Regions from separate parts of the Mus musculus genome. Here regions 2, 3, 4, 5, 6 and 7 are each linked to region 1. The links are chromatin contacts, called in public Hi-C and promoter capture Hi-C maps. All regions are on one chromosome and are shown on one strand. The core of a region is the stretch at or near the end of the contact, and the rest is flanking DNA. Distances in the headings are between cores, read along the strand shown.

Evidence for each region. Promoter capture Hi-C pulls out the DNA fragments that hold promoters and counts their contacts. A called contact is a pair of places that touch in the nucleus more often than the background predicts.
Region 2: a contact with region 1 is called in a Hi-C map of embryonic fibroblasts, with 4 times the contacts expected there. The contact joins the promoter of 6820426E19Rik here to the promoter of Depp1 in region 1. A contact is called at or near these places in 2 of 39 promoter capture datasets (the 3T3-L1 cell line and hippocampal neurons), 1 of 484 Hi-C or Micro-C datasets (embryonic fibroblasts) and 1 of 115 datasets of contacts at active chromatin or transcription factors (extraembryonic endoderm stem cells).
Region 3: a contact with region 1 is called in a promoter capture Hi-C map of hippocampal neurons, with 5 times the contacts expected there. The contact joins the enhancer-like site here to the promoter of Depp1 in region 1. A contact is called at or near these places in 3 of 39 promoter capture datasets (the 3T3-L1 cell line, hippocampal neurons and maxillary cranial neural crest), 3 of 484 Hi-C or Micro-C datasets (cortical neurons and embryonic stem cells) and 1 of 9 other capture datasets (adipose tissue).
Region 4: a promoter capture Hi-C map of liver shows a contact between it and region 1, with 2.3 times the contacts expected there. The contact joins the enhancer-like site here to the promoter of Depp1 in region 1. A contact is called at or near these places in 3 of 39 promoter capture datasets (the 3T3-L1 cell line, hippocampal neurons and liver).
Region 5: a contact with region 1 is called in a promoter capture Hi-C map of the 3T3-L1 cell line, with 10 times the contacts expected there. The contact joins the enhancer-like site here to the promoter of Depp1 in region 1. A contact is called at or near these places in 6 of 39 promoter capture datasets (the 3T3-L1 cell line, hippocampal neurons, liver and 2 more), 2 of 484 Hi-C or Micro-C datasets (cerebellum and embryonic fibroblasts) and 1 of 115 datasets of contacts at active chromatin or transcription factors (kidney).
Region 6: a contact with region 1 is called in a promoter capture Hi-C map of pre-B cells, with 2.8 times the contacts expected there. The contact joins the promoter of Plxnd1 here to the promoter of Depp1 in region 1. A contact is called at or near these places in 3 of 39 promoter capture datasets (the C10 cell line, neutrophils and pre-B cells), 1 of 484 Hi-C or Micro-C datasets (CD4 T cells) and 1 of 9 other capture datasets (embryonic stem cells).
Region 7: a promoter capture Hi-C map of maxillary cranial neural crest shows a contact between it and region 1, with 10 times the contacts expected there. The contact joins the enhancer-like site here to the promoter of Depp1 in region 1. A contact is called at or near these places in 5 of 39 promoter capture datasets (the 3T3-L1 cell line, frontonasal cranial neural crest, maxillary cranial neural crest and 2 more), 3 of 484 Hi-C or Micro-C datasets (cortical neurons and embryonic stem cells) and 1 of 9 other capture datasets (adipose tissue).

What each region holds. Positions count from the first base shown.
Region 1 is chr6:116,648,535-116,651,959 of GRCm38.p6, reverse strand. It overlaps Depp1 (DEPP1 autophagy regulator), which reads right to left and starts at 1,276. Exons shown (of 2, transcript NM_145980.2): 1 at 1,115-1,276; 2 at 1-267. The coding sequence starts at 262. The region is part of intron 3 of Rassf4 (Ras association (RalGDS/AF-6) domain family member 4); the gene reads left to right.
Region 2 is chr6:117,493,129-117,496,765 of GRCm38.p6, reverse strand. 6820426E19Rik (RIKEN cDNA 6820426E19 gene) reads right to left here and starts at 1,531. Exons shown (of 3, transcript NR_152214.1): 1 at 1,216-1,531; 2 at 538-695.
Region 3 is chr6:117,414,429-117,418,239 of GRCm38.p6, reverse strand. No RefSeq gene overlaps it. Among named protein-coding and RNA genes, the nearest start is that of 6820426E19Rik, 79 kb to the left of the region's middle. Within about 2 kb of position 2,434, at least 7 of the 459 cell types and tissues checked have an H3K27ac peak or open chromatin away from gene starts, as enhancers often do.
Region 4 is chr6:117,277,257-117,280,764 of GRCm38.p6, reverse strand. No RefSeq gene overlaps it. Among named protein-coding and RNA genes, the nearest start is that of Cxcl12, 110 kb to the right of the region's middle. RefSeq lists an enhancer at 356-1,556. Within about 2 kb of position 1,259, at least 33 of the 459 cell types and tissues checked have an H3K27ac peak or open chromatin away from gene starts, as enhancers often do.
Region 5 is chr6:117,605,511-117,608,979 of GRCm38.p6, reverse strand. No RefSeq gene overlaps it. Among named protein-coding and RNA genes, the nearest start is that of Gm9946, 48 kb to the right of the region's middle. Within about 2 kb of position 1,684, at least 28 of the 459 cell types and tissues checked have an H3K27ac peak or open chromatin away from gene starts, as enhancers often do. A contact at or near this core is called in embryonic fibroblasts, where this site is marked.
Region 6 is chr6:115,993,549-115,997,464 of GRCm38.p6, reverse strand. It overlaps Plxnd1 (plexin D1), which reads left to right and starts at 2,460. Exons shown (of 36, transcript NM_026376.3): 1 at 2,460-3,916. The coding sequence starts at 2,660.
Region 7 is chr6:117,436,058-117,439,741 of GRCm38.p6, reverse strand. No RefSeq gene overlaps it. Among named protein-coding and RNA genes, the nearest start is that of 6820426E19Rik, 57 kb to the left of the region's middle. Within about 2 kb of position 1,886, at least 77 of the 459 cell types and tissues checked have an H3K27ac peak or open chromatin away from gene starts, as enhancers often do. A contact at or near this core is called in adipose tissue, where this site is marked.

The DNA of each region.
Region 1 (3,425 bases), core at 27-2,526:
AAAGAGAGCTGTCTCCTGGAGACTCGGCCTGGCGCCTCTTCTCTCGAGTCCAGGCTGGCCGGGAGGGTCTGTTGGGACGGCTCTGGGCTGTGACCTTGTCCAGCACTGAGGTGGGCTGTGCCAGCTGACAGATACACCTGACGTAGTCATCCAGGCTGGGGGACGCTGGGGGTTCCTGCCCAGCTGCCCCATGTGACAGCTCTTCTGACATTTCCCGAATCGTTGGCAAATGGGGCACGGGCAGCAGAAGCCGGGACCTCATAGCTGCTAATAAAGCAAAAGCAACCTGTTAGCCAAGAGGAAACCAGTGGCGAGCCCGCCATGCCACCCTGACACCCTCCTACTTCCTCTCCCTCATCGGAGATGCTACACGGGGCTCGGGTACCCAGAAAACAATAAGAAACCTGCAGATCTGAGACCAAGGCTCACCCCCCTGCCCCCACCCGCACTCATCCTTCCAGCTACCACCAAAGTACCCAGCTCACTAAGGCTTCATCATTAGTGTTGTTTAAGAATAGCCAGATAGTCGGGGCTCAGTGGTAAGGGTACTTATTCTTGCAGAGAGCCTGAGTTCAGTTCTTAGCACACACATAGTGGCTCTAGCCATCTATAAATCAAGTTCCAGGGGTCTGACTGGCATGTGTGTAGCACACATACATTAGTGTAGGCAAAATATCCATGCATATAAAATAAAATAAATTAATTAAAAATTTTAAAATGAAGAACGAACAGGTAAGAAAACGGGGGGGGGGGTATTAATGTGGGGTCAGAGAACACCTAGGTTTTAAACTCGTCTCTGCCACTTAATGACTTAGAGACTGGCAATGTCACCTCTCTAAACCTCTAATTACTTGTCTGAAAAATAGGGTTATAAACATCCCACTGGCAGGGATATATGGGGAAATTCACGGAGACATAGCTTTGACATCACAGCTCTCCTGTAAACACAAAGGCCTTGTATAAACACCTTATTATCATAGTGGTCGGTGGTACCCACCCCCCTGCTCTCTATCCAGTAGTCAGGCCGTGAAAGCTCGGGATGAGAGATGCTCTCAGAGATAAACTAGCCCCGTGTTTTAAAAGTGTCAAGCCAAAGGGTGGCTGCTCTTCTTACCTGTAAGTCAGCAGTCAGGGTGGCAGGAGTCTAGATGGGTAAAGACTGTCTCCTCTAAAGGAAGCCCCAGAGGCGGGCAGTCACAGCCGGGTCTCTAGCTCTTGGTCCCTGGGAAGAGGACAGTCAGGACGATGTGCTGTGGTTTCTTCCCCTGTGCGGTCTGGCAAACCCAACACACACTGCTGCTTTTACACGGTTCCTCCGGTCATCAATCATTGTCAGGAAAAGCTCAAAATAACAGCACTTTGGAAGGTTCTCAGGGGAAAGCACAGAGGGTGGGGCTTGGCCCAGCTGCCAGCCTGGAATTTGTGTATGTGCCTGCAGGAGGTTGGGAAATATTTACACTGTAGGGTGAGGTGTGGGGCAGCCACCTCACCTGACTTAGACAGCTTTACTATGGGTAGAGAGCAAAGCCAGCCTGGGGGTTCCTGGGACCTGGGGACTGCTGGAACCTGGGACCTCCATAGGACCCCCATGGGCTTCCACCCCTGTCTGGTATAGCACAGTATTTTCTACTATGGATTACCCCAGGACCTGTGATCCTGTGACACGCCAGCCTTGTGCTAAGTTTTGCTGAGTTCCAGGCCTACACTTATGATCATGATAACACATGAGGCTTGCAGGGTGAGGGACATCACCTTACACAAGTGCCGGGGCAGCTTGACAGTCTGTCTGACTTCTCTCATAACATCTCAGATACTTTCAAGGAGAAATTTGCTTGCCCGTTGTTGGCCAGGCATGTGCCAGTGACTGCTAATGGCATAGCAAATACTGTGGACAAATCACCACGTATGATGCCTGTTTCCCAGTGAGAAGGATTATGGAGTCATCAGTGGGCAGGCGCAGTGACTCAGCACTCAGGATGGCTGCAAAATAGAGCGCCGAAGGGCTGTGGAGCAGCAGAAGAGGGGGTGGTCCAGGTCAGGTGGGCCAGATGATACCAAAGCAAGGGCAAGGCACTATAGGTTTGAGTAAGGAGCTGTAGTGTGGCTTCTGCCAGATGCCATGCTCGGGCAAATGACAGCAGCTGTGAGAAACCAGGGGACTCCAAGGGTGATACCAACACAGTGGCAGCTGAAGGCAAGATGGACAGCCCTGGGAAGGAACCGGCTTTGCGTTTCTCAGGCCTCAGCGCCTCTGCTCACCTACCCTCAGAAGCGGGAGGAAGAGGAGTTACAGAGGGAACAGTACGTTCAGGTCTGATACATGAGGGCTGGACAGACACTAGCCTCCTGCAGCATGGTGAGCTGCTGGTCTTGTGTCTATGCATTCCAAGTGTAGCATTAGAGTCATGGGTAAAGGCATGGGGACATTGGAGATACTGAACAATGCTTAAGTCAGGTGACAATTCCCAACTTACACCTGAATGATTCCACAGGACTCCAGCCTTTTGCCTGACTGTTTAGGCAAACACTGTGAGGCCGTATCAGGAAGCTGTGTGTGGTTTTGATAGCCTTAGACTCTTCTCTCTGTGGTCAGTGAGGTGTTTGAAACTAGGCATGACTGTTAGCCGACCATGAGATCCACACTGTGAGTGGGGGTGAGGCCATCCCCACGTGAAGGTTCTCATGACATCCCTGTTTTCACGGGGGCTTTCCAGGACAATGAAGAGAGAGGAGACTCCATGGGGCAGTGGGTGGGGCATGATTTCACTTAAGTGTAGTGTGGAATCCAAAATAACTCAAATGCATAGAGGCAGAAAGAAGGAAGATGGCTATCAAGAGTGGTAGGGAAGAAAGAGAAGTAGGGACCCCAGTTCTTCCAGATGAATGAATCTTAGAGATCCACGGGGCAGCACCAGGCCCACTGCAATCCCCTGTGCTGTACGTTTAAGTAGCCATTAAGTATGTGAGTCTTCAGACCTCACTTAGCACACCCTTCACCACCATGCCTTAGCATCACTCCATAGCAGAGACCTAATCGCAGGCTTTGCTTAGCTTCCTGTTCCATGGATTAGGAAGCTTGGCTGAACTCTTAATTAGACCCCACGTCATCACCATCATCCGTTGTGTTCTCAAACATCTTCAGTGTGCGTGTTAGCCATCATGAATCATGGTTAGTAGGCCTATCCATGCCACCATCCAAGATGGGAACTGTGTGGCAAATAGATATGAAAAGAGATTAGTTACGGTTTAAGCGGTAACTGGATGTAGAACATCACTGAATAAATACCCAAAGAGAAGAGAAGAGAAAAGAGGTACGGGGAGAATAGGGGTACATGTGGGACTCTTATATTAAATGTTCTTGGCCCAAGACGTATATGTAAATAAATAAAATATAGGGTGAGAGCCATGAGAGAGTGAGGCTGGAG
Region 2 (3,637 bases), core at 282-2,781, 840 kb before region 1:
TTCCTACTCCCAGATAGATAGACCTCCCAAAGAGTCCCTTCTTGTGGAGGTGGGCAGCACTTAAAATATGATGGTTTTTCTTACAGGCCTTCATTTCAGAAACGAGAAGTTAGGCAGACTCACTGAGTTTATGTCCCTAGTTTACGTTGAGACAGTGAAAAGGGACAAATCTGATGCTTAATAGCACGAGGCCCTTTTCAAAGTCAAACGAGAGAGGAAGCCTTAGCTGGTCTTGAGGAAGTGAGCTTTCCTGGCAATGGGTTGGTCTTGCAGGGGATTAATTGATCATAATTAAATGGCCAATTAAATAGCCATTAAATGGCCCTGATGTGCAGAGAATAACCCTGAAAAATGCCCAGCAAAGAAACACACAAATCTCTCTCTTCCTCTCTCTCTCTCTCTCTCTCTCTCTCTCTCTCTCTCTCTCTCTCTCTCATACACACACACACACACACACACACACACACACACACACACACACACTTCAACAAAAATCCAAACAAACAGTGGAAACAAAACAAAACAGAAACCAAATACCTTGGATCTATCCCACAGTTGCAGGGAGGTTGAGTTCTGCCAGCAGCCACTGAGCATTGGTGGAGCTTCAGAAGAGGATGCAAGCTGACCAGCATTGTGACTGTAGCCTCCTGAGACCCTTACGGACTCCCCTCACCAAGCCTTGTCACCTACAGAATCTGGGATGATAAAGATGTGTTTGACATAGATGTGTGTAGTTCATGGTAATTTACAATGTCCTCCAACCCCAACCCCAAAATGGCCAGGTTTTTAGCATGGTCTAGGAGTTCCTTATGCTCTGGGCCTTGCCATGAACTCTTTTTTTATTTTAAAAGATGCCAGTTTGAAACATTGTCTCACTCTGTAGCTGAGGTTGGCCTAGAACTCTTGGTTCTTCTGCCCAAGTCTCTTGAGTGTTGAGATGAGAGGCCTGTATCTCCACACACAACCATACATAGTCTAATTAATACTTTAATGTTAGATAATGTTTATAAATATTTATGGTATCCAGTGCAAAAATTCAGTGTTCACAATGTGTAAAAATGAAATTGGATAATGAGCACTTCCACTGCCTTAGACATTTATCATTTCTGTGTAACGAGCAATGTAGACTCATCTAGTTATTTTGAAATATAAGTTGCTGTGCCCATATTTATCCCACTGAGTTTTGTAGGAACACCAGGACTGACTTCTGTTTACCTGTATTTTGTTACCTGCTGATTGACCTAGTCTTGGGTTCATCTTGCTTCCTGTCCCTGAACATCAAGTGACCAGGATGCCAATGATCGGAGGCCTTGCCAGCCGCTGGTCCTACTCAGGATGTCCCTGTGGCCGTACACCTAAGTGAGCCAGGAAGCAGCAGCAGGTTTGAGCCTTCTCAACCCCACCTCCAGAGGACTCCTCTTCCATGCCTCTGTGTCTTGATGCCTTCAAGTCATTCATTGGAACAAAGAGAGACCACAAACCCCAGAATGATCTTCAGTCTTCCCTAGAGAAGATCAAGAAAAATGTCACCAGATCTCCAAGCCCAAACCACAGTAACCTGAGGCCAGAGAGGAGTGAACATTTTTAGAATTATAGGCACTTCAGTTGTCTGTAGGACTGAGAACTTGTTATCATTGTGTAGGAGGTTTGGTGATTTATTTGAAATTCTTGGAAGGATTGCAATAAGAGAGGTCTGACCGAAGTCTCAAAGCTGCTGACTGGCTCCCTTTAAAGTATGCAATCTATTTAGCAAACCACAGAAAAATATGAGAAAAAAAATAAATTCTATAAAAATTAAAAATACTAACTAAAAAAAAAATTCTGTGAAGATGCACTTCATCTCTGTCAAACAAAATGAAACAAAATCTTTTCCTTTGATTCAATTACATACTTTGGTGAAGTTGCAAAAATAAAACACAGAACATCGTGTTTTTTTTTCAGGCTCTTTCTCCACAGTGACATTTAAAATAACCTGTACAATAGTTATAAGAATATAACTATTGCACAATATAAAAATAAGCACACATTAGGGGTTAAATTGTGTACCCCCTACCTGATAGCTGTTGAAGTCCCAGCCTGTCATGTTTACCATGACCTTTGGCAATAGGTCATTGCAGTTGTCACTAGTCTCCTAAGCTGATGTGACTGGTGTCCTTATAAGATGATCACATAGGGAGAATGTCACCATGACAATATGTGTGGAGGTTTGACTTATGTATCTTCAAAATAAAATAAATAAAATAAAAACTCCAGAGTTTATCAGAACCTGGGAGGTGAGGAGGGTTCTGATGTACAGGCCCAGCCACCAGCCAGTCTTGTGGCTCTGCAGAGGGGTGTTTTCCACTGATGCTTGGCCTATGCAGAATAGTTATGGTCATAAAGACTCTTTGTTCCCGTAGCATGCCTTTTCCTGGTGCATTGGCTGACTTGCATGGGGGTAATGAGGAGGCTGTGGACATTTGGTCTGCATCTGTTGGTGGATGCACAGGCTCTAGGCTTCTCCAGGGCATTGGTTGACTTACACTGGAGTAAAGTGAGTCCTGTGTCCCACTGTGCTGTCTTTGCTTCCAAGGTCCTGAAGAAATCGTGGGAGACTTCCCACCTTCCAGAGTCTTCCCTTGTTTGACTTCTTCTATAAAATAGTGATATAACATTAACCCAGACCCCCAGCATTGAGCAGCCCGATTAATGCCCATCTCTACACTAAGGCTCTATAACACTGTTGATCTGAATGTGGGAGGCAACACCTCCTCCAGGCCCCAGGAATGACCAGCTCGTTCTCTCTATGAATTTGACTATTAGGACCCCCACAAAGGTGCAGGCATCCAATATCTGTCCTCACAGTTCATCCACATTGGAACAAGTCCTAGTATGTGTTGCTCTATAGTACTTTATAGATGTACTTCCACATTTGCTTATTTCTGTCAGTGGACACGTGGGTCTTTCCACCATTTGGCCATGTGGATAATTCTACAAAGGACCCAAGTCTGTAAATATCTACTTAAGTCCCTGCTTTCAATTATGTTGGGTACACATCCAGAGGTGGGATTTCTGGGTCATGTGGTAATGCAGCATTTATTTTTGTTTGACTTTTGTGTTATAGCCAGAATTACAATTCCTACTTTTATTAGTTACAGCACTGGGGACGGAACTCAGGGCCTTACACATGCTGGGCAATTGCTCTACTACCAAGCCACACCTCCAGCAGCATTCTTTATGTTTAAAGGGAAGACTGAGGGTGAAGGTGGCCCATTTTACCTGCAAAGAAACTGGCTACCTAATCAATAGCATAAATCACTCCTCCTGAGTCACCAGATAAGCCAAATACAGTGTAAAGTATCCTTACCGATGACCATCTCTCTCTCTGTAGAGTCTCTGCATGCTTTAGAATCTCAGGAAGCCATTATGAGAAATGATTCAGTCCTAGGGTCTCTGCTCATTGAATATGAATATAGTAAAATTATTCTTTCCTGTGTGGTACTCCTCCCTTTGAAACTTCTGTTGTGTTGGTTGTGTTGATAAAAATGTAGTTACCATAGTAAGAGCCATGCTGTCTTTTTTTTTAAGGAAGGGTCCATTTCTCTGATCTCATTGCTCTTCATGGCATCACTGATAGGATCAGTCAAAGCCATGATGA
Region 3 (3,811 bases), core at 1,185-3,684, 770 kb before region 1:
ATGTGGGACATTTTCTTAGTTGATGAGTGCTATGTGAGGTGAGGATCCAGATCACTGAGGCTGGTGCCATCCATGGGCAGATCCTAGATTGTATAAGAAAGAAAGTTAAAAGAGCCATTGATAGCAAGCCGATAAGCATCATTCCTCCGCATCTTCAGCATGAGTTCGTGCCTTGACCTCCTGCCCTGGCTTCCGGTGATGACAGACTCTAACCTGTGAGCCAAACTGACTCCTTTCCCCATAAGTTGTTTTTGGTCAATGTTTTATCGTAACAATCAAAAGCAAACTACAACAATTATTATAAAGGTTATACAAATGCACTTTTTTTCTTGAATTTTAAGTTTTAAAAGCATTCATTTATTTATTTTGGAGGGGAGAATGCAGCCTATAGTGCATGAGTGGAAACCAGAGAACAGTTTGTGGGAGTTAGTTCTTGCCCTCTATTGTATGTGGGCTCTGGGGATAAAGCAAAAGTTGTCAAGCACTTTTGCAATCCCCCTTTCTCTCTCTCTTTTACACACAGACACAAACACTAAATCAATCAGTCAATCAGTCAATCAATCAATCAATCAATCAATGATTCAATGAGTAAGATGTGTTTTCATACATTCTTTCTTCCTTGTGTGCTTGTATGTGCACATACATGCCATGACCCATACGTGGAGGTCTGAAGACAATTTGAGGGAGTTGGTTCCCTCCTCCTTTGTGGACCCTGGGTATTGAACTCAGATCATCAGCCATAGCACTAACCTACTTTTATTCTAGGACATCCCCCTGGTTCCAGAAACCGTGATTTAAGAAAAAGAGATTAGGAGAGTAAGGTCTATTGGGGATGGCCTGTCCCTTGTCATCAGCTTTGTGCCCACTGTTATAAGGGAGCAGCAGTGGTGGGGAAGGGGAGGGAAAGCGTCTTGTGAGGGAGAAGCCATTTCCATTGTCCTGCCTTCAGATGGAAAATGCCGTAAGTAAGGAGGGCAGGCAGAGGCTGCACAGCTTGGCAGAGGCTGTTTAGGAAAAGGCTCTTTTCTCCTGGTAAACTCTGGCTGCTTTTGTAGTAGTTTTACTTTTATTCCCTTTAATATTTTTAATCTTTATGTTATATGACTTAGGGCTCAAAGAACGGGACCTGAGTTATGTGTGGTCCAGGGCGGAGACTTGACGTTCTCAATTTATAATCCAAAAGGATCATAAAATTCCTATCCAGCAGGAGGCCTTCTAGTAAAGAACAAAGATGTAATACTGTTTCCTCCCTTTGAGTTCATCCAGATGGGCCTGGCAGTTACCTGGACAGGAAAATACCCCCAGGAAGCTGTTGCCAAAGACTTCAGGAATGCCCTAACCTTAGCCTTAAATGTTTGGGTGAGCACAAGGGTTTCTCTGGTCACTGCAAACCCTCACCTTTGAGGGTGTTCTTCTATGTAGTGTTCTCTCGGGTCACTACTGTCTTCTCTCTCTGGGTAGTGTCTCAAATTGCTTGTGAATAAACCTTCCTTTCTTTCCACTCTGAGCTCTGTATCTCGTATGGATTCTTTCAGTGCAGGTCACAGCTCTGGAGAGCTGAAGGGAAGCCAGGGCAAAAGCCAGGTGGCAGCACTTTGGTGACACTGATGAGAAAAGCAGTTCGGAAAGGCTTGGATCCACCAAGGTCTGCATGAAATGCTTTCCCCAGAAATTCAGCCTTTACAAATGATGATGCTTACTCCTGTCTCCAACTGAGACAAGAGAATAGGATGGACACGGACGGATACACACACATAGAGGGGGTAGGGGGAGAGAAATCACACACACACACACACACACACACACACGGGGGGGGGGAGGGGAGAAACTCAGACACACACACAGACACACACACAGACACACACACACAGACACACACACAGACACACACACACACACACACACACACACACACACACACACACTTTGGTTTTAATCAAGATAGAATTTCTCTGTGTAGCTCTTCCTGTCCTGTTTGTTACTCACTCAGTAGACCAGGCTGGCCTCGAACTCAGAGATCCACCTATCTCTGCCTCTCAAGTGCTGGGATTAAAAACGCACACGACCATGGCCCATTTCTAAAGAAGACATGTTCTGGGTACCAGCAGTACAAGTTGACCACACCTGGGAGGAAAGGGCTGGAGGACCCCCATGCAGCTGAGGCATCTCTTCAGATTGGGGCCTCACATCCTCCCACTTCAGCTGAAGACAGTTACTTTTAAACCTCTACTTGGTGAAGCAGTGTCGTGACTATTTGGACTTTGTTTTGGACTCTTGAGAAAGTCTGACCCGAGGTAAGATTCTCCCCTGTCGGTACTCTTAGTTTTGTCAGCTTCTTTGAGCTGACAGGTTATTTTTGAATTGTTTCAATGCCTGCTGCTTAGAGAAGGGTTTTATCTCCCAGAGTTATTCTGAGGTACAGAGGTTCCATTGAACTAATTGGGTTGTTATGGACACAGTAGCGAGCAGTCAAGGTCCATTCAAGGAAAACTCATTCCTTCTGGCTAAGGAGGTGCAGTTTACAGTCTGGTTGGAGACATTCCAGTTGGGCAGGGTCAGAGGCTAGCTAAAGGATATCCCCTCAAGAAGGCAAGCCTTCTTAGGAAGGCAGGTTCACCTTGAGTTCCTCTACAGAGATAGGCAGAGTAATTGCCCTTTAATGAGATGGGCTGCTGTTCTCTCCCAGAATTCCCACTTCCCTATCACAGACACACAGCTTCTCAAGCCTGCTTAGTGTTCTGAGTTACTCAAAACTTGTAACGTTTGCTCTTTGCCATTCTCTGTTCTAAAAGTGCATTCCCCAGCACCCTGGGCATCCTTACTCTTTCTCTGAAGCCCCTCCTAGCCATGCCATGCCTGCCATGTGGCTGCCCTTGGGCTGCCTTAACTCACAGCCTTCTCCTCCTTCCTTTTCTCCATTCCTCCTTTCCAGGAAGCTGCCAAGAGCTACCACTCGACAGCCCTGGATTTTTCCTTTTAAACTCAAACAAATTCGTCCCAGAGCTTCCTTTGAGTCTGTTGTTAAATTCTTTTCATAATGAGGCCAAGAACCTCAAGAAGGAAACTTGGATTTTTCTTGCGTCATCTGGCAAAGGAAATGGAACACCCCCAAAACTTTAGACAACTTTATGCCATTTGTATGACAGCTCTTATCAGTTTGGCAGCTCCTTTGAGCAAATTTGGAGTTTTAAATTCTATGGGCGTGCGCTGTAGGATAGAGGTTAAGTCCTTGGAGTTCCATTGAAAGACTAGAAACAGACAACCAAGAATGCTGAAGAGATCTCTATTATGGCTGTGGAAAATACCATGTGCACACTGTCATGGTCGCTTACAGAAACTCCAGCTGACTAGTCCTCTAAAGGTATCATGACTTCTAAAGCAGCATGGGCTTAATCTCCTAGAGTTTCTAAAAATAACTGACTGACAAATCTCTTCAGCTCATTTTTACATTTTTTTTGAGCTTATATTGCACTAAAAATTGCTATCTTTGGCATGCCAAGTTTAAATGTGCATGAACATCAATGTATGTTCTGTGTGAATGTGGGTGTTTTGAGAGCTGATGCTGGAACTACATTAATATGTTTGAGCCGTGGTCTCTGGTTTTTCCTTTATGCCTCTGAAAAAGCAACTAGCTAATATGGAGGACTTCAACTAGTTATATAAGGCATATGTCATTCAGGCTTAACTAATGGCAACTAATTGAAGTGTATATTTTAAGCTTTGATACTGATTGAATGGTTTGAGTCTGGTGCTTCCAAATGTTAATACTGAGGAAAAGAAGCTCGTTACAGAATTTATATGAAATAGCTGA
Region 4 (3,508 bases), core at 10-2,509, 630 kb before region 1:
TCTAAGCTCAGGACTAGAGACACTCTATAGCCCAGGTTGCAAGGTGGCCCGAGGAAAGTGAAGAGCCTGAAGAGGCAAAAGGAAGATGGAGGGATGTGTTTGGAATGTTTAAAAAAGGGCTCAAGATTACTGTAAAATGAGAGACCTCAGAAGATGCAGATGGGGAAAGAGTGTATACAGTCAGTGCCAAGGGATGAAGCTTGGGCATCAATTGCCAACCTATTTTAGTGATCATTCTTGTAATTGTGTGTGTGTGTGTGTGTGTGTGTGTGTGTGTGTGTGTGTGTCCCAGCATCCTGCTTCTGGAATGGGAATTAGGTGAGAAGCGGGCAGGAAAGTGAATCCGGAGCTGGAGGATCGAATTTCTCAGAGGTTCCTGTAGCTGCTTTCTAGACACACGGTCCCATTTGGACAGGGAGTGCGTCCCTGGCGCTTGCTGCACACCTGCCAAGGCGGGAAGAACAGGCTCCAGGCAGGACCCAATCAGTTGAGTGAAATAATTGAGCTTGGGTTAGATTAGATCCAGCCACACATCTCATACTTAGCGCTAATTATTCACAGAGGCCGAGGCTGGCTCGGGAGCTGGACTGTGTTACCTTGTGCTTTGTGGCCACTGACAGCTCAGGATGAACTGGCCTGAAGTATTAATAGCCATGGGCTCTAGCTTTGTTTCGTCTGGAGTGGCATGTCACACAGATCTGCTACTGCTCAGAAAGACAGCTTCTCCCTGCTCTGTACGCGGTGGAGGGGGAGCTCACAGGGTCCTTTGTTCCCAGTTTCCATCAGGCGGTAAGAAGGGACGGTCTGAAGCCAAGTCTTGTTCATTCATTCTTCTAGGAGCAGGGTGCACGCCAGGCATCTGGCCACTTTGGGCTCTTGGGATTCTCCACACTATCTGGAAATTTCTAGGGAATGGGGGTGGCACTGACAAAGGAGGGAGGATGCAGAGATGCTATGGTTTGTTATCTAGGGCTGGGTTCACAGTTCTGGGAGGGGGAAACAGCCTAGCATCACGAGTTTCCCTTCCTACTGTGAAATGGCTTAAATGAAGCCACGGCAGTCAAGCCGAGGATGGGAGGTCCCTGCCTTTCTTCTCACTCATCATGCTGGTCTCAGGTCACATCCCATGTACAACAACAGCACAAGTAGGGACAGTCAGTGGCAGAAAAGCAAGGCAGCCACAGAAGGCTAGCCAGATGGTAAGCTCAGCTCTCAGTGGGCAGCTGAGGACAAATCAGAACCAGAGAAGATGCTGGGAAGACTTTGGAATGAACCAGGAAGCAGCAAGGCTCCAGGGAATGGGCTGGTTAGTTGGCAATGTGGCTTGTCACCTCCCACAGAAGAGGGACAGGAGCCAGTGGTGACCACAGCATAACTGAGAATGTGACAAAAGCCCAAATGAGCCCCCTGTCTTTGAGTCCAGGAAGGCAGAAAGCAATGCTGTTGGAATTTTCTTGAATGTTGCAATGCTGCATTTTCTCACTGTCAACAACTGATTTCCTAAAATTTCAGACAGCGCATGAGTTAGTATTCAAACCATTGCATTTTTCCAGTCAGTAAGTATATGTGATAGCACTTTATGGGCTAGGGGCCTGGAAGCAGCTAGGTTGAGTGGCCATGGGTCAGAGCCCATACCGAGGTCGCAGAAGGCATGGCAGCTGAGGTTGGATCATCTGCAGACTGAGCAGGGCCTACAGAACTTGTTTTTAGGAAGCTTCTCGTGTGGCTTTTGGGTAGAGCTGGACAAGGTGGTACCTGTGTGGGCCTCTGCAGAAGGATGCTTGGATACCCTCCATGTATGGCAGCTAGTCTTCTCTAGAGCTGGCGATCCTGATGACTTATTGTGGCAGACAGAATTCCAAGATAACCCTGTATACTCCAGGAGATACTATTTTGTAGACAGCCTTTTAACACACGTTAGAGAGTTTGAAGGTAGAAACGCTAATTCAATAAACAAAGTTCATGTCGTGGATGGGGCTCGGTTCTCAAGGTCTCAAGAACAGGTTCTAAGAGCTGAGAGTTCTTGAAGCTGTCAGTCTGTAACTCTAGGACCCAAAGCTAGACACAGCCTCACAAGCCCTAGGAGGGAGGGATCAGTCCTAGCCAGCACCTTGCTCTCAGTTTTGTAATTCTCTGGGTAGGAGACTCGGTCATGTGGTGCCTAGATTTCTGGCTCTCAGAACTGTAAGATAATCCCTAAGTGTTGTCTGGGGTAAGCTCATGGCAATTCAGTATACAGCAGTTCCTCTCTGTCTAGGGTTGAACCCATTATTCCATCTTTCTTTAATCTGACTAAAGTGTGATACTAAGTCTATCCACATTTATCGGGAGGGATCTACCATTTGAAAGGAATTTCCTGAAATTTGTGGACCCATTTTGAACCAGCACATTCCAGCAATGGATGTCCTGGGGCCGTGTGGATATTCCAAGGCAGAGAGGCCAGAGGCTGATGCTTTTAACATCCAGAGCTAATTTACAGGTGTCAACTAAACAGACTTAGGTTAGGCAAGTGAGAGTTCCCTTTTAGGAAATGACCATCCAGAGTGGGAGGTTGCTGCTCTCTCTAACCCCCTTTGATGTTCTCTGTGAGTAGAACTGTAGGACTAGAATGACGGCGGAGCAATCCCCATCTTCAATTGGTAAGTTACAATATGTTAGTCAGGCCCAATCTGAACCTCCGGGGAGTGGTAAATTTGGGAATGGGTAGTATCTTCCAGAAGGGGTGGAATTATGGAGACTAGGTCACAAATAAAACCTTTTGGAATGTTTTTAAGAAACAAAGTTCATCATTCCCCAAACTTACAGGCCACCCATCTCCAATGCTCACCATCTTGTCAACCCTTAAAGCAACCGATAGCTCTTTAGATCTCTGTAGACTACGAAAAGTCAACCTGCAGGGAGTTCCTTTAATTCTCACAAAATTTTCTATCATATTTGTGTGTGTGTGTGTGTGTGTGTGCTAAACAAAAGATGCGTCCTCTTGTCTTCGCCACACTCTAGTCTTTACTCCTAGGGGCCTAAACGCTGAGCTCAGATGATCCATGTATTCTGGATGGGTGATAGTAGCCAGTGAAATGTCCCCTGTTGTGAGCAGAGGGAGCCCACATGCCTGAGGCTTTATCTTCTCAAGCAACAGAGAAGAAGGGAAAAAAATACAAACCGGGTAATTTAAGAACATGTCAGCAATTTGGCAAACAAGGCAGAAGTCAAAAGCCACGTGAGTTCATAAATAAGCCACAGATCCTGTCTGGATTTAGTCAAAATACCCAAAGGCTTTTGCCTATTGACAGCACGTTGGTTTCAGTTGATGCTGGTGGTCTGCATAGAACCTGCTGCATCGAAGAATAAGTGTGTGCAGACTGGTGTGGGTCTGGATGAAGACTCAGAACAAAGGCTCCCAGAGGACCTCAGAGGTAGAGGTGTGAGACAGAAGGAAGCAGACCACCTCTTGCCTGTAGTCTATCAATGTGTCATTGGAATGGTAACAGCGCCGATGGAGCTGGTACTC
Region 5 (3,469 bases), core at 435-2,934, 960 kb before region 1:
TGAAGACCAGTGAAGACCAGTGAAGACCACTGAATCATTACAATGCATCTAAACATCACATGCTCTCTCAAGTGTCTGTTTTCAGCAAAGCATCAGATGCCCTCTTATAAGACAGCATCCAGAAAAACATCACGTGACACAAGTGAGTTTTTAAAGAAATCAGAAACTTTCACATCAGGTCCTAATATCCATGGGTTCAGCATCTGTGCATTCAATCACATTCTGATCAAAATCAATGAAAAAAAAAATGCTGTCTATACTATCTATACACAACAGAGATAGACTTTCTTCCTTATTGCTATTCTCTTAATAAATTACATTATAGTAAAACGTTATCTAACATTTGCATTGTTTTAGGCACTGTAAGCCATTTAGAGATGAGTTAGAGCATATGAGAATGTGTGCAGGCTATATACAGACAGAGCCTTATTTTATATGAGATTTCTTCTCAGTGTGTCAGTCAGCTTTCCATCACTGTAACAAAATATCTGAGGTAAGAAACTTAGGAAGAAAGGTTTATTTTGGCTCATGGATTCGGAAGTTTCAACTTCATGCTGTAATTGGTTGTTTTAATCCTGTGGCAAGCAGCATATGATAGTAGTAGCATGTGGAGGAAGAAAATTGTTCACCTCATGGCAAATACAGAGGGAGAGAGGGAGAGAGAGAGAGAGAGGAGGGGAGGAGAAGAGAGAGATTGACTTAGGGTTCAAATACCACCTTTAAGGGCACAACTCCAGTGACCTAATTCCCTTTAGTAGGTCCTGCTTGGTCACAATATGATGCGGACTAAACCTTCATAATATGCACTTTCTGGGGGACACTTATGAAAAGCCATAGTCTTTAGATTTTTGGCACCTGTAAGGGGGTCCTGGAATTAGTCACCCACGAATACCAAGGCACAGCTCTAATTGTTGCCCAAATCTTGGTGGCCATAATTCTGTTCTCTAGATTCTGCTTCCCAGCACCAGGCTCTCCTTCAGGCAATGGCTTTTCTATTGCTTCCTCCTGGGCCCATGTGATTCCCCATCCCCTGAAGGCATCCCTTCTCCTTACTCTGCCCTATGGAGAACTAGATGCCATTGACCTATTGCTCTTCTGAGACAGTGTTGGTGTGTGGGTTAGTTTTGTCAACTTGACACAAGATGGAGTAATTTGGGAAGAAGGAACCAAAATTGAGAGAATGCCACCATTAGACTATAGGCAAGGCTGTGAACATTTTTTGATAAATGCACTTCTATCATAATTATCATTACTGTTGCCACCATCATCACCTCCTCCTCTTCCTCTTCTGCCCCCTCCACCTCCTCCTCCTTACCACTCTCTTCCTTCCTCCTCCTCTTCATCTTCTTCCTCCTCCTTCTCCTCCTCTTCATCTTCTTCCTTCTCCTTCTCCACCACCTCCTCATCTTGCTCCTCATCACTCTCCTCTTTCCTCCTCCCCTCCACCTTCCTCCTTCTCCTCCTCCTCCTCCTCCATTTTCTTCATTATCATCTTTCTCTTCTCATTTGTAAGTCTGAGCTCACAGACACATCAGCCGTAGGTGGGCTTGGTGGGTGAGCATGCCCTCACCTGGTCTGATGGATCTGGTTGGGATTTGTTTGCTACAGGAAGGCCACTGTGTGCAGGGCCTTGTTTAACCCGACTTTCTCTCTTTAGAAAGAGAATTCTCATCAGATGAATCATTCCTGACATGCTCGCTGGAGCCAGAGACTTTTGGCTCCCAAGCTGTTTACTGCGGCACTGACTTTGTCCCATAAGTGTTCTTAGGAAACAACAAGGGTCAGAATTGTCATTGTTTCGGCTTTAAAAAGCTGGAGACTTGGAGATAAGCCAGGGCTGGGTAGAAGGGTGTTCCTACCCATGGGACTACTCAGTGTCACACAGATCAACACCTCCTAGACTCCTGAAGCAACTTGCCTCTGTTGCCGAGGCCTGGCTGCCTATGTATCAGATAAGACACTTGCTCTCTGATTGTCTGAGAAGCCCTTGTTACTGTCCAACAAGGCCAGGCTGCTCATTTCCACTCACAGGTGTGATGTAACCAGTATGTAGGGAGGCCTTCCTCTGAAAACCTGGCTCATTCTGATACCCCCCATCGTCATCCTCAGGCTCCTGACACGTACTTTTTAATACAGTGTGCTTGGATGGACTGGCATATATTTCTAATGTTCGACTTGTAAGTCTCTAACACTAAGAACTATGATAATAGCATCAATGCTCTACCTGCAACTTGATTCAGAGCCTGCAGAGCCAGAGAGGACCATAGATCTCATGCTTTTCCTTAGCACTTGTGTACGATTGTAGGCCAGGTTCATCATGCTCCTTACTATGTGCACCCTTGAGGGTCGGCTTTGACCTTATCTTTCCATTCTTGCACTGATGACTGGATGCCTATGGCACCCTATTGTTTGTTCCAGGGTCCAACTAGTACACAGATGATGTTTATATGTTGATGTCAGCTTGCCTCATGTGGCTAGGGCTGTACCTTGTCTGGGTGGTGTAGAGCTGGTGTTTACACAGCAACGGTGTCATCTTCCCCCCAGCTGGCTTGCTTCCATCACCTTCCATCAGATCTTGGGCGTGAAGTGCTCTCAACAGAACATGATGGACCCAGAGAGGCAGAGGAGCAGTATAGATGGGGTCAGGGTTTGGATGCGGATAGGCTGTGTGGTATCCGGTTCTGCCTTTGCAGGCTGTGTGATGTTATAGCATGGCTCCAAGGGTTTCCGTCCTGTACACGTTTTGCTTGTTTCTAACCTTGGATAGGGATCCTTTGTTCCTTACTCCCCTTTCTTAGATACAGTCTCCAGGACATCACAGGCCATGGAGTTTGTCCTTCTGTCTTACACAGAAGTACATTCTGAGGCAGCTCTGTGGAGCCATGAGAACCTCTTCAGTTGTTCATAAGTCTTTGTAAGCAGCCCCTTTTTAAACTTAACCACTCCAAGGAACCAGAGAGCCACAGGGAAGAGGAAAATTAGACCATGCTTCCAGGCATGGGGCACCAAGGGCTGGCAGACCTAGTGCTGTGATGGTTGCAGAGGGAGATAAAGTAAAAAAAAAATGCCCATGAGACATGGTCCTATTTTTAGCCACGAATGGCTTGTCTGGAGAAATGGATTACATTCAGCACGTTGAGAGGTGGAAAAAGCCCAGTGCCTTAGCATGCTGAGTAACTCCTGCAATTCATCTTTTCCTCTTCCTCGCTCTTCTAGCTAAGCTAAAGCTTCCCACAGGAAACATTCTAAGATGAATACGTTCTGATGACCTACTGGCCACTGTGGGAGCATCCTTAGAGCGACTGGGTTACATCCCTGTGTTCTGCTGAGATCAGCTCTCAGTGGTTCTCATCAGAAGAGGGAGGTGACAGATTGTTAATTAGCCCCATAGACCTCCTTCTGACACCTCTTCCAGGACCCTGGCTGTCGTGGGCTCCTGAGTGTGACTGACATGGATGTTGAAGCTTCT
Region 6 (3,916 bases), core at 1,211-3,710, 660 kb after region 1:
GGAATCAGGAACCAGGAGCAGGAGGGGAAGGGCCCAGTCATCAGTCGCTGGCAGCCGAATGGCTGGATGTGGGTATAACTACCTCCGTCAGTGTGCTGGGTGCCATCTACCTGTCTCCCAATGGATACCCAATTTTATTTATTTATCCTGGGAGGACCCCCAGAATCTCAGCAAGGACTTCCCTCCCCACTCCCTCCTCACATCTCTGCCCACCCAGGAGTAACCTTGGTCTTAGAGAGAAAACTGAGTTCCAGTCCTATTGCTGATGCCTCAGTTTCTCCGTCTGTGAAATGGGCTCAGTGACCCCTGTTTTGTCTTCTGGTGCAAAGAAGGTTGTGAGATAGTGGTGGCAGAACTGTGGGTGGTGTTTACCCCCAGATAACCCATTAACTACTATGGGATTCAAGACATAAAACAGGCAGGAGCCATGATCTATTGCCTCCTCCTGCCCTTCCTCCCGACTTTAGCAGGGGCTGTGGGGCCATGACTCAACCTAGCAGTAGTGTGCTATTATATGGTCCACAGGAAACAGGCTCAGAGAGGGCAAGCACCTTGCTGGAGGCCACACTATAATTCCTACTTCAGTTTATGTGAATATATTCAGACCCTAGAATTCAGGTCCCAAACGCTGAAGGTGGGGTGATGGCAGAAATCTACCAGCTTAGCAGGAAGTTTGTCCACAATACACAAAACAATCCATCTGGCCAGCTAAACCGAGATGTCATAAAGCATTATCCTCGAGGCTCAGTGGGGGGAGCTGCAGGATGCGGCAAGAAAGCAAGAGAGGGACAGGAAGGAAGCAAGGAGGGGGTGGGGAGAGGATGGAGAATGAGACCAGAGATACTGTGTGAAGACAGAGGGTAGAGAGAGGGAGAGAGACAGAGAGGGAGGGCAGAGGAAGACAAGCCTATAATCTGTGCTGGGGCTGTCCAGTGGAGTGGAGGGCCTGTGGCTCACAGGGAGAGCATGACTCGGGCCTTCCCCAAACAGAGGTAGAGGCAAGTCCCCTGGGTGCTCAGTTGGGGGTGGAGGCAGGACATAAGTCTCCAATTTCCTGCCAAGGAACACTCCTGACCATCAAAGCCAAGGCCATGAATGGGCTGGAACATGGCAGGCAAGCCGGCAGGCAGGCACAGGGACAGGAAGGTTGGGGTGGGGGCCAGGGAAATGGGGATGGCTGGGCTCTGAGCCCTTGCTGCTGACCCTTCAGGCACAGGGAAAGCCCCTCCCCATCCTTCCTTCCTATCTGGTGGGAGCAAGGTCACCCTCTGAGAGAGGGCCACTAGGCCTCAAGTGACAGCTGCAAGCTGCTAGGAGACCCTGACTGAGAACTTGTAGCTGGAACTGTGGCTTCAAACAATGGGTCTGTGTCCCACCTTCCCCCTTAGCGGTGTATTTTGGGCTTTACTTCTGGGGCCTCAGTTTCCATGCACGGAAAGTGGGTTGAGTCTTTGTAAGGAGGTTAGCATTTGGTGTGGTCCTATGTGGGCACTCCCATGCTATGGAGAGGATCACCTGGGTTTCTATGACCTTAGGAAAATGACTCCTTGCCTTTATCCCAGGGCCTACCTGTTCCTTTGAAGGTCAAAGGAGTCCGGTGCCCAGTGCCAGCTCATATGTGGAATGACTTTAGGTTTCTCAGAACCTTGGCCTAAGGGCAAGGTCCTGGGGGTCTGCGGGGTTTGGCTCTATCCAGAAAGTAAGGCCCTGTGTCTGGTGTTCTGCTCAGCCCAGCCTGCCCTTGCAAGAGGAATGAACTTCCTCTCAACACAGTTTCCTACTTTTGCTGTGGGATTGTCAAGTTTGTCCCCGGAGCCTGCTGCTTGCAAACTCCTTTTACAGAGCAGTTCGGGGAACAGACCATAGGTTAGCCAGGGGCCTGATGTCCCTGGTCTGGCTGGTCTTTAGAGTGAGGCTTGGAGAACATAGGGGGTGTGAGCGGGGGGGGGGGGGGGCGGGGGGGGCGGGGAGGGGGACTGTGGCCAGAAGGGGCAGGCGGTTGAGGGGAAATGGAGGGCTTTAGGGGCAAGGAGAGGAAAAGAGTAGAGAGGGAGAGCAGCGGGAACAGAAAGAAAAAAAAAAAAAAGGAAACGCAGATGAGGGAGAGGGAGTGACGCGGGAGAGACACGGGGCGGAGTTGACAGGATCGGAGTAGGGGAGTCCGAGAGATTGAAAGAGCGAAACTCTGAGAGGCGGTGGAAGGCAAACGGGAGCCCAGAAACAGAACAGAGAAGGTACTAGAGCGAGGAGAAAGAGAGGAAGGATAACAAACAAGCGAGAGGAAGACATTCCAGGAGCTGGCCAGGAACCAGGAAAGAGGCAGGCAACTTGCGACTGCCCGGGTATCGGCCACCAGTGACCTCGGACCGCGGGGCGTGGCCCAGAGGCGTGGCCGGGGGCGTGGCCCGGGGCGAAAGGGCGTGGGCCAAGCTGCTGGGGCGGGGAGATGGGCTGTGGGCGTGGTCTCCACGGAGCCGCCCCCGGGCTGAGCGCCTCGCCAGAGTCGGGCCGGGGCGCCGGGGCCGGGGGCGGCAGGCGCGGGCAGGAAGCGCCTCGCGGCCCGGGCCCCCCCCCCGCCTCTCGCCGCCTCCGAGCTCCCGGCTCCCGGCCGCGCCGCGCCCCATGCACTCGCCGCGCCGCGCAGCCCGCGCTCGCCTGGATGGCTCGTCGCGCCGCGGGCGGCGCACCCCCTAGCGCCCGGGCCGCCGCGGCCGTCCCCTTGCGTCCGCGCCCTCACTCGCGGGGCCCTGGTCTGCTGCCGCTGCCTCTGCTGCTGCTGCTCGGGGCGGCACGGGCCGGCGCCCTAGAGATCCAGCGCCGTTTCCCCTCGCCCACGCCCACCAACAACTTCGCCCTGGACGGCACGGCGGGCACCGTGTACTTGGCGGCAGTGAACCGCCTGTACCAACTGTCGAGTGCCAACTTGAGCCTGGAAGCCGAGGCGACCGTGGGTCCCGTGCCGGACAGCCCGCTGTGTCACGCCCCGCAGCTCCCGCAGGCCTCGTGCGAGCACCCGCGGCGCCTCACGGACAACTACAACAAAATCCTGCAGTTGGACCCGGGCCAGGGTCTGGTGGTCGCGTGCGGCTCCATCTACCAGGGTCTGTGCCAGCTGAGGCGCCGGGGCAACATCTCAGCCCTGGCCGTGAGCTTTCCGCCTGCCGCGCCGACCGCAGAACCGGTCACCGTGTTCCCCAGCATGCTCAACGTGGCCGCCAACCACCCCAACGCGTCCACTGTGGGACTGGTGCTGCCGCCTACCTCGGGCACCGGGGGCAGCCGTCTGCTCGTGGGCGCCACGTACACCGGCTTCGGCAGCGCTTTCTTCCCGCGCAACCGTAGCCTAGAAGACCACCGCTTCGAGAACACGCCCGAGATCGCTATCCGCTCCCTGGACGCGCGTGGAGACTTGGCCAAGCTCTTCACCTTCGACCTTAACCCGTCGGACGATAACATCCTGAAGATCAAGCAGGGCGCCAAGGAGCAGCACAAGCTGGGCTTCGTGCGTGCCTTCTTGCACCCGGCGGTGCCACCGCACAGCGCGCAGCCCTACGCGTACCTGGCGCTCAACAGCGAGGCGCGTGCGGGCGACAAGGACAGCCAGGCGCGCAGCCTGCTGGCGCGCATCTGCCTGCCCCGCGGCGCGGGTGGCGACGCCAAGAAGCTCACCGAGTCCTACATCCAACTGGGCTTGCAGTGCGCGGGCGGCGCGGGCCGCGGCGACCTCTACAGCCGCCTCGTGTCGGTTTTCCCCGCGCGCGAGCAGTTCTTCGCTGTCTTCGAGAGGCCCCAGGGCGCCCCAGGTGCCCGCAACGCCCCGGCCGCGCTTTGCGCCTTCCGCTTCGACGACGTGCAGGCTGCCATTCGTGCAGCGCGCACCGCCTGCTTCGTGGAGCCGGCGCCCGACGTGGTGGCG
Region 7 (3,684 bases), core at 637-3,136, 790 kb before region 1:
GCATTTCTTCACAGAAACTGAAAACAAAAATCTTAAGTTTCATTTGGAAATACCAGAGACCCATTATAGCTGAAACAATCCACAACAACAACAGCAACAACAACAACAGCAACAACAAGAACAACTGTTGGGAGATGTCACCATCCCAGATCAAGCTGTACTACAGAGTCACAGTATTTTTATAAAGGCATAAACATAGGCTCATTGGTCAAGGAAATAGAATTGACTCATATATAAACTTTTGTAACCAGCTATAAGCTTTTCAATTTATCGTGATTTTTGAACCTTAGATAATGTATATGTAAAATAGGTATCATGTACTTTATGCCTGGAATTTAATGACTATCAGGTTGGAGCACACAGGACCCTCTATCCTGTTAGTTGTACTGAACTATGGCTTGAGGGTATAGAGCTGTTGTCTACCATCACAGAGAGCCTCTGACACCTGAAGATACACGCTCTAAACTCTCTGTTTATTCTGCAAAAAGATGGGGCTGGTCTGGCTTAGAAACAGCTAAAATGCCTAACAGTTCTGAGCTCCAGTATCCTTTGGAGTAAAACACAGGGCCATCTTCAGTATTATGAGTCTGTCCAGTTCAATGCCCTGCAGGTCCAAGTTCACAGACCTCATGTGGCAACATACTTATGCCATTTGGGGCCGACGTAGGGATATACATTGATTATATTTGAAAACCTAAGAAAACTGATATGCGGAGGTGGTAAGACATTATCTGTCAGGTTATACAACCTACCATCTGTTTACCCCATTCTTGCTCTCATGGCCCATGGCAGGCAAGCCTCTAACTACCTGGAATTCTAGTCCTAGCAATAAGCTGATCTCCCAATATGCTGTCCTTAAGCTTGTTAGATCCATAAAAATACAGGACAAAGCCCAAGTCAGTTTATGAGGATTTTGGAAAATCAAGTCATTCTGTACCCCATACGCTGATAGTCCCATAGTGCTCACCCACATGGCACTGCTCCTATAGAGCCTCTCCTGGCAGCCCCACCTTGGCTCTTAGTCTCATCCTCTGGGCCTATCAATGCTCAGATCCAGCTCTACACACCCCAGGATCACCCTGGAACACCACTGGGCCTTTATGCAAATGTGTGCTATTCAAAACATGGCATGGATGAGTTTGGCCCTGCCTTGAAGACTATGTTGTCCAGGAGAACATGAGGCACATGTTACACATCATGGCTGAGTTTGCCTGACCTCCCAAGGAGGACTTAGCATCAGGAAACCCCAGCTTGTTGGAGCCTGTGGGTCCCTTCATGCAACACCTTATCCATCCACGGCTATCATCAAAGTACTCACAGTCTTCATGTTCTCACCACTGCACATAGGCTTAGGGTTTGCTCACCCAGTCAGGAGAGGGAAGTGGATATAGCATCCCCACCCTTCCCAACTCCTGTCTCATGATGCACTGAGTAAGAAGCAGAAGAAGCAGAAGCAGAGACAAAGCCCCAGCCTCCAGGTCTCGGTTTCTTCCCAGAGTTCCTTGCTGCTCCTAGCTATGGCTTTCTCCCAGGGCCCAGGATCACTTCTGCAGAGGACAGCCCAGTTGCTTTGGTGCTCATTTGGCAAGTCTTCTGACAAAACTGGGGCCTGCTTTTTGGGCCTCCTGGCCAGGTCCTATTTTGAATCCTTGTTCCGGGTGAGGGAGTGGGTGCCTGCGCCTGTCCTGTTGACTGTGATGGCTCCGACTTGGGGCCTGCGTGGCTGTTGGCTTCCATTGTCCTCTCTCCAAGGGAGCCAATGATGCTATCACAGGCCCATTGTGTGCTGGGCGGGCTGCCAGGCGCCTGCTCCACACAGGGCTGTGCCACATCCCCACTTTCCTGGAATTCAAGGAGTAAGAGTCACACCAGCTCCTGATTCACTCCCCAGTTATTTCCAGCTTCGTTTTTTGGGCTCCCCCTATAGCAGTGTTTTCTCAGGAGCAAACTCTGGTGCAATGAAACTACAGAAAGTCCACATGCTGTACACGGGGTGTTTATCAAGAAAACAATTGTAGAAAAAGACTCTGCAACTTTGCCTAATAAAATTCCAGTGTGGGAAGGAGATGGGACTGACCACAACGAGGGTCAGGTTTCCTCAGAAATGCTGACTGACTGCATAAGGCCAAGGGTGATGCGTCCCTAGACACAGGCAATAGGTCATTACATGTCCTGTTGTTCACATAGCACTTTGCTAAGAACTGGAGAGACCTTTAAACTTCCCCTTAGGTAATGTATGAAGTACACCTTTAACTAGACTCATCTCTCTAGGAAAAAATATTTTAAAGCAACAGCCTAAATTTTGGTGGTGGACATTTTGGGGGTTGTAATTTTAGCTCCATTAAAATTGTAGGTTTAGTTAAGGGGAGTAGGGAGGCCCAGCCTGGTCAGTGGAGAGGGATTTGCATTGACTGACAGGTCCACCCTTCCAGATCACTCCTGGGTGGCTTCCCAGTGGACCCTAAGGCTAGCTTCCCCTCTTGAGAAGTGTCACATTTAAGAGAGGTTTTTTTCTTGCCTCTGTCCCCCAAGTTCTTAGTCCTCTCCTACGTCTTGGTAACTTAAACCCAAGGTGGATGATCAGGCCCTTGGAGCAGGCTCACCTCCTTGAGAGGGAGTGATGGGGATGAGGCAGACCTGTGGCCAAGCTAGGCTGGACCATCAACACCCTGCTTTGAAAACTGCGATGCCTGGAGATCCAAGGGTGGCTAGACAGATCATAGGAAGTCCAGAGATGTTGGAGTTGAACGATCCTTCCTCCCTTGGCTTGCCTATGGTGTTCAGCCCTTTGTAATGTTATTCTTCACAAACAGCTCAGGGGCATGTCACAGTGATCATGAGTGTGTCAGGGAGGTTTCACCACCTCAGCACATAAAAAATCCAAGGGCTTCCTGAATCAGAAAAGTGGGGAGCAAGGACATATGCATGGATATGAGGATACTTGCTTGAGCACCCCAGGGCCACCCCATCTTCAGCTATTCCTAATCCATACCTGTTCTACTTGCAGTCACTCCGTCTTCAGGCACACCCCTCTTGAAGCTATCCTCTACTTATAACCATCCCTCCACCTGCACCCATCCTCCCCTTTAGTGTTCCTCACTTGTACCCATTCCCCTACCTGCACCCATCCCCCTACCTGCACCTGTCCCTCATCCTCTACTTCCAATCATCATTACTTGCAGCCGGCTCTATCTGGGCCCACTTGGCTGGATGAACAATAGAGGGACTTCAGAAGAAGACACATTTCTTCTGCAAACTTCTATCCTGTGGCTTTAACAACTAGAAGAGCACAGGAACTTGTTTTAGAGGCATGTCCAGATGCTGATGTGTGACTCTCAGGCCCTGGGGCTCCACACTATCTGAATAACCACTTTCCTTATCCAAGGGGATGGAGAGCATGAACCTAGACCATTCATAGTCTCTAAGTGGTCCACTAGCTGACCCACCCCTAATGGTTTCCTTTAAAGCAGATTGGCCTTCTAACATTCAAGGGGGAAATAGTTACTTCTCTAAGCTTTCATTTTCAATAGTTCTGTAGTAAAAATCCCACTTTAATAAGCATAGGGCCAGTATAAAAATCCCCCAGTGAGCCATCCAAAAGAATACAGTCATGTTTCTTTCCAGTTTGAAGGTGAGGATGCTAGAAGGGAGTAGGGGTCTGGCAATGGGGGAGGGGGACTCCCC